Linked DNA regions of Astyanax mexicanus: region 1 is linked to region 2. Evidence: chromatin contacts called from public Hi-C data. All regions are on one chromosome and are shown on one strand. The core of a region is the stretch at or near the end of the contact, and the rest is flanking DNA. Distances in the headings are between cores, read along the strand shown. Region 1 holds the start of trim3b (tripartite motif containing 3b). Region 2 overlaps trim3b (tripartite motif containing 3b).

Region 1 (3,443 bases), core at 266-2,765, 45 kb before region 2:
GATTCGGCACAACACCGCCTGCTGGAGTGGACACAGTGCTTATGAAAAAATTAACAAACACAAAAACGAAGGTTATTCTATCAGTGATTTCAGTTCTTTTTAATTAGTTTTCTAAACTTTTTTTCTTTTAATTACCGTTTTTATTAGTTTCAGTTAACGGAAATGTTTTTTTACTTTCAGTTTTTATTTTGTTCCTTTTCATTAATTATAATACTTGGTTACTTGGTTATATTGTGATTATAATGCCAGAGCTTTATATAAAGTAAAAATAGCATTAAAAACACAGACTATTTCCTGAAGCCCTACCCGACCGGGCCGAGGAATGTGGTGGGAAATCTTGGGTCGAGAATCTAAGCTCTAATATTAATATACCGATACCGTGGCCCAAGAACCGTGATACGAACCGAACCGTGGCCACACTGTACCGTTGCATCCCTAATATATATATATATATATATATATATATATATATATATATATATATATATATATATATATATATATATATATATATATAGTTTCTTTGTTCAACCTCTGTGTTTGAACACGTGGAGTTTTGTACTTAACAAAAATGACCTGGCAGAGTGAAGAAGACAAAGGAGTAACAAGTGCTAAACACCTCTGGGAACTCCTTCCTTCAAGACTGTTGGAAAACTATTCAGGTGGCCACCTCTTGAAGCTCATTGAGAGAATGATGCCAAGAGTGTGCAAAACAGTAATCAGAGCAAAGGGGGGCTATTTTGAAGAAACTGAAATATAAAACATGTTTTCAGTTATTTCACTTTTTTTTTTGTTAAGTACATAAGTCAACGTGTTCATTGATAGTTTTGGTGCCTTTAGTGAGAATCTACAATGTAAATAGTCATGAAAATAAAGAAAACGCATTAAAAAGAGAAAGTGTGCCAAACTTTTGGCCTGTACTGTACATACAGGGTGGGGGGGCAACATAAGGCCAACGTAGGCCCACTGGCCAAAATTACATTGGACCAATATGATTGGCCAACTTGCTATTCCAATACTACAATATCATGTTTATTGTACTTAAATATACTTTCTTATTTCAGGTCAGTGTGGCTCCCCAGGGTAGTTTTTGCTCTTTATTTTCTTCTTTTTCTTAGGTCTGATGAAGAGGGAACTGTAAGGAGAGCCGATTCCAGCTCAGTCCAGAACAGACCAGTGCTGATATCTCCTCTCAACAAGGCCTGATCTATAACCTCATATTTCCAGTTTCTCCTCTGATCCTCTATTGTTCCCTCGTTCTTTTTCTCTTGCTTTCTCTCTCTCCCTCTCTCTCTGTTAGATGAATTGGGTTGGAATCTGGGGGCATTTGCACTGTTGCCTGGGAAATGGTGTTGTTTACAGCATGTTCTCATTTGGCTGGAGTCGCAGTGAAATAATACCCCTCGGAAAAAAAAAACCTGTGTCCTCGCACACACAGACTCCTCTTTCATACAGAACTCCCCAACAGCCTGTCCAACAACTCCTGCACAGAACAGCCTCAGTCCTCTTCTGTTCTTCTGTTCTTTGGGATTCTTCTGTTCTTCCACTCTTTAGAACTGAGGCCAGTTTAGATGCAATACTGCTGCTTCATTGCCTTTTTTATTATAATTATTATCATTCATTAATAGGTGCTTGTGTGGTCACAAGGTGTCTTGTGTGTGTGTGTGTGTGTGTGTGTGTGTGTGTGGCAGGCAGGCAGACACTCGAGCTGGAACAGAGAGGAGTGAACTTGCGCTACAGGATCACATGAGAAGGTGAGTTGGAGGGCTTTAAGTGGAGAACTCCAGAGTACCAGGTCTTACACTCTGCTTTACCTGCTTCACTTTATCAACGGTGAGTTATCTTTTAATATTCAATTTAACCTTTATTTATCCAGGCAAGACAATAAGAACATTTGCTAGCAGATTATATCCAATACTGATGATGCATTATTCATGTTGTTTTATTCATAAGTCAGGAAGTCTATAAACAGAATCCTCTTTTCTCTGGATCCTGTTAATTTATTTGTTGCATTTGTTTTTGTATTAATTTTTAACCAGTGATTTCTCAGTTGTTGCCTAGGTGTATTAGGTCAACAGTTGTTAGTATTTATATTTTTGATCTTCTGTGGCATCTTCTGTGGCATCTTTTGCTTATTACATCATTCCCTATGTTATGTATTATGGTGTTTGCTTATTTATTTATTTTGGTTTTAACCTGTCATGTTTAATATGTCATATCTATGTCCAATACAGTGAGGCATACAAGTGGTTCATAAATAAAACTATGTATATATGTATATATCCAAATGTAAAAACAGTATATTTATATAGGTTAGGGCCTGATAAAGCAGTAATGATTTAAAAATAATCAGCTTATTATAAAAACTGGATGTTATAAATTGGTGTGAAAAAAAAAAGAATTCCCAAAGAAAAAAAAAATCTATAAAAGAGGTGTTTTTTTCTTACCAAAAATATAATTCAAGCAATAAAGTTTTTTTTTTATAGGTCAATATAACTATTATTATTGATAAATTGCATAATAGTATCTTACAATATACAAGGCTAAGAAGCAATGAGCTCTTTTGGGAATTATTTTATCCCATTCTTTCTGTAAACACATCCAGTGGTTTCTCAACAGGAATCATTTAAGTATTATTGGATGGTCCTTTTGTATTTGGTCCCAAACTAACAGCATTCATTTCTTATTTGTTCCAAAAAAATCTGAAAAACTGCTATTTTTATAAGTGTTTGTATCATTATTGTGATAAATTGCATGCATTATAATAAAGGGATGATTACATTATTTGTCCTACTGTTTTTTAATGCTTTTTTTAATGCACTATCCCTTTATTACATTTAATTGTGTGTAAATATTGTGACAAGGATTTGTTAATGTATTGTGATATTAGTGTATTTATAATGTAATCCATTGCCTCATAATGTATCTCTATACATAGGCTATTTTTTTAGGCGGTGGTGATTTTATTTAAAATCTTCAGTTTAAAATGTCAATTTCAGGTCCCTTTTTCACACACTCCTGATTGCAAATCACTGAAGCTGAGCACACTGTGTAAATAATTTAAAGCATGCCCCTTGTTCCAGTTACTGTCCTTTCACAGCTTTCACTCTGAGCTACCTTATCTTCACCACTTAATAACTAAAAAACACCTTGAAGCTCTTACATGCACCTTTTCAAGAGCTTGTCTGAAGACTCGGAAACACTGACATGCAACAAGTCAGGGACAGAAGGAAGGAAATTGATCAAGTGTTATCTTAGGGGACGACTTTATTTATCCAAACCTGTATACGTTTTGAGGTGTTTTCTTGTGAGTAAGGTTAAATATTAGTGCTCGAGGTAAAGCGATGTGAATTATTGGAATTTGAGTGGGTGCCGAAAAGATTGGACCATTCTATTTTCAAAGTTGTGTATGCAGAAGTTTAGGCCCATTCTTATTTATTTTT
Region 2 (3,606 bases), core at 349-2,848:
TAATATAACATATAACTGGATATAGCTGGATCAAACAGTTTAGCGTCAGTTATAAGGAACGCGCGCGGCATTGCAAAAAAAAAAAAAAAAAAAAAAAAAAAACGTTTTAATAAATAAGGTCCTATCAAGTGAAGTGAAATATATGGTATTAAAAGGTATTAAATTTACATATTTATTGATATTTAATCAAGAGAAATCAGGCAAAATGCGCCACGCTGCGCTCTCCCTCCCTCCCTCCCTCAGCGAGGAGCTGAATTCAGCGCGAGGCTAAAACTAAAATATAACAACTCAGTTTAGTTAAATAAATTAGGATGAGTGAGGACATGTAAATTTAATCAAATATTGTCAAATATAAAGGATAGGTTGAGGTTTTGGGGAGCTGTTTCAATTATTTGAAACTGAAACTAACTGAAACTGATATTATTCTGCGCACTAAAAGATAGCCTTTGATTGTGTTTTAAATGAGTTTTTAGTTTATATTAATTACTTTTTATTCATTTTAAATTTTTTTAGTATTTTATTGATCAAACACTAGACATTAAGGAGACATCGCCCAACCCTACTGGAAGAGGCTTTTGAACCGGTATGCTTTTTTCCTATACCGCCATACCACTAGAGGCGCTGCGGAGCGCTGTGTAGAAGCATACAGTGTTGATCAGCACTGCCAAAGAAGACGCACAGCTCGCTAGATAATGCTAGACAGTTAGCATAACAAGCTAACATACTGCACAGACTGGAATTGCACAATCGATCCACAGCTTGGAGAAAAGTTCCTCTCGTGCCCCAGACAAGCCCAGAACCGGTCATTTATTTAACACAAGAGCTTAAACTCCCTAAAACTCTGGATACGAGGAATTAACTATAGCCTTTTTAAATATATTAATACTGTAGCTTGAAGGATAATTTTAATACACACTGTACTGAACATAATTATTAATTGGGGAACCATGGGAATTGGAACTGTGTAAAAAGGAAGCCGTGTTAAAGTTGTTGGCATATCTTTTTCTAAGGTCTATTGTTCACTAATCAAAGCCTTAATTTAAAGCCTTAATGTTTGATATTATGTGTACTCCTAACAGGAGTCACATCACAAACCTAAATAATAATAATAATAATAATAATCAATAAATAAGATAAAATAAAAAAACATGGTGTACGGTGAAACTGTCAGAATCTTGAAAAATACAATGATATTCTATTTTAAAGGCCAAAAAGAGTACAGCCAGGATTCCTATTATCTATGTGACTGATGATCCAGTGCAGTTTAATATTAGATCATGGAAGAATTGACTTTGTTTAGATTGGGTCAGCTCACATGTAATCAAGCGTGTGCGCCTGTTGTCCACATGCTCTATTTGGAGTCCTGTTTGAGGAGCCTTTTGACTCATTAGAATAAAATAGTAGGTGTGTCTACTCAGTCTACTCAGCCCAGTCGCTTTAAAACAGCGTAAAGACTAAAGCTTCCTTCATTGGTGGCAAAGTCTAGGAGTGTAGTGCAAAATGTAGTGACACAATGACAGGAAGTGGCATGAATGGGCTCTCTCTGCCGAGGGCCGTTTTTTTTCTGCTTGGATAGCGCAGTTTGACAGCCTGGGTGTTGTCATGCCCCAGTGTCTTGGTGTTTTGGCTCCAGCGGTGTGTGTCCACAGGCTGTGCTCAGCTACTGTGCCACTGCGTGTTTTGACAGCCAAACAATTCAGAGTGTTGAATGAGTTTAATCTCTTGACCTCTTCCACCCGCCTGTCTCTCTCCCACCAGTGTTTCTAAATATCTTAAATTTAGGGTACCCAACATTTAGGTCGTGTGGATAGCAGACGAAATCTTAGCAAGTTATGTTTTAAAATAAAATATTTAGTACCATGGATGTGATTTTAGTTCCCCTTTTGTCATCACTACTACTGTTTCACTCTTTCTACTTAAAGCAACAGTACCTATGTACCTTTTCCCATTTAAATATCATCGTCTCGATTAGTGTTGTAGTCAAGACCGCTAGAGCCGAGTCCGAGTCAGGACCAAGACTGGGACATGTCACGTCCGAGTCAAGACCAAGACTTTTCAGTAGTCGAGTCTGAGTCAAGACCGGGACCGGGACCGGGAAACCAAGACTAAAATCCGAGACCAGATTAATATTTAAAAATAAATACATTACACAAAGTATCTTCTCTATTTATCAAAATTACGCTTAATCTGTCTCTTCTAAAATCTAATCAGAAGTCACCGCATGAAGTCAACTGAATCTAATTCTATTCATTTTCAATATAAAATGTAAAAAAAAAAACAATCACAATTTGCCCTCAAACTGCTTGTCCCTAAGGTTAGCTAGTTTGTCGCTAAGATTTGTTAGCTCATTGCTAGCTTTAGTTCTGTTCCTGGTAACATTAGTGTGTTAGCTAGCTTGTTGCTAAGGTTAGCGAACTCGTCGCTAGCTTTAGTTCTCTCTTCAATAACATTAGTGTTAGCTAGCTTGTCCCTAGTCCCTAGTAGTCCCTAGTCACTAGTGATAGTCATTTGGTCTTTTTAATCAGGTGACCATGTACAATGCTCACTTAAAAAATGTCACTGAGCTGCGGCCCGTTTCCTTTTTTGGAGCGGCCTGCAAGATATTTTAGAAATAGAATAAAAATTGGCCCGCTGTTAAGCAGGTTTTATAATGTGAGATTCAAAGTTTGAACGCTAGGTGTCAGAAACAGGCCAAAGAGTCTAAAAGCGGAGAGAGTGCGCATTTCTAGCGCAGAAAAACGGGCCAAAGAGTCTGAAAGCGGAGAGAGTGCGCATTTCTAGCGCAGAAAAACAGGCCAAAGAGTCTAAAAGCGGAGAGAGTGCGCATTTCAAGCGCAGAAAAACAGGCCAAAGAGTCTAAAAGCGGAGAGAGTGCGCATTTCTAGCGCAGAAAAAACGGGCCAAAGAGTCTAAAAGCGGAGAGAGTGCGCATTTCTAGCGCAGAAAAAAACAGGCCAAAGAGTCTAAAGCGGAGAGGGTGCACATTTCTAGCGCAGAAAAACGGGCAAAAGAGTCTAAAAGCGGAGAGGGTGCGCATTTCTAGCGCAGAAAAACGGGCCAAAGAGTCTAAAAGTTGCCGTAATTAAGGAGTTTAATATTAAGAGACATCATGAAATGAAACATCAATTTAAAAATCTTAGTTTACACAACACTGTCAAAGATAAAGATAGTAAGTCAAGTAAAATGGTGTGTAAATGAAAGTAATCAGTAAAATGTATTATTTAAAGTGGTATATTTCATTATTTGTTTTATTACAGAGTCTGTGGCCCGTGACTTTCTCCTTCTGGCCCCCAACAAAAAAAGTTTGGACACCCCTGATATAGAGTGTTTATTCAGCACACTCTGTTTGTTTCCTCTCCTCATCCTTTCTTTTCCAATTTTCTTTTGATTCTCAGGTGCTTACAGAACTACATCCCACCCCAGTCTCTGACCCTGTCCTGCCCGGTGTGCCGACAGACCTCCATCCTGCCTGAAAAGGGCGTGGCAGCTCTGCAGAATAATTTCTTCATCACCAACCTGATGGAGGTGCTGCAAAGAGATCCGGAGTGCTCCCGGCCCGAAGCCTGCAGTGTGCTGGAGTCGGTCAGCGCCGCGGCCGCTGGCAAA

Evidence for each region. A called contact is a pair of places that touch in the nucleus more often than the background predicts.
Region 1: a contact with region 2 is called in a Hi-C map of muscle, with 20 times the contacts expected there. The contact joins the promoter of trim3b here to the enhancer-like site in region 2. A contact is called at or near these places in 2 of 3 Hi-C or Micro-C datasets (both in muscle).

What each region holds. Positions count from the first base shown.
Region 1 is chr20:37,669,287-37,672,729 of AstMex3_surface, reverse strand. trim3b (tripartite motif containing 3b) reads left to right here and starts at 1,515. Exons shown (of 14, transcript XM_049468934.1): 1 at 1,515-1,754.
Region 2 is chr20:37,624,408-37,628,013 of AstMex3_surface, reverse strand. trim3b (tripartite motif containing 3b) reads left to right here. Exons shown (of 14, transcript XM_049468934.1): 4 at 3,396-3,606. Among protein-coding and RNA genes, the nearest start is that of trim47, 38 kb to the right of the region's middle. Within about 2 kb of position 1,598, the one cell type or tissue checked has an H3K27ac peak away from gene starts, as active enhancers do.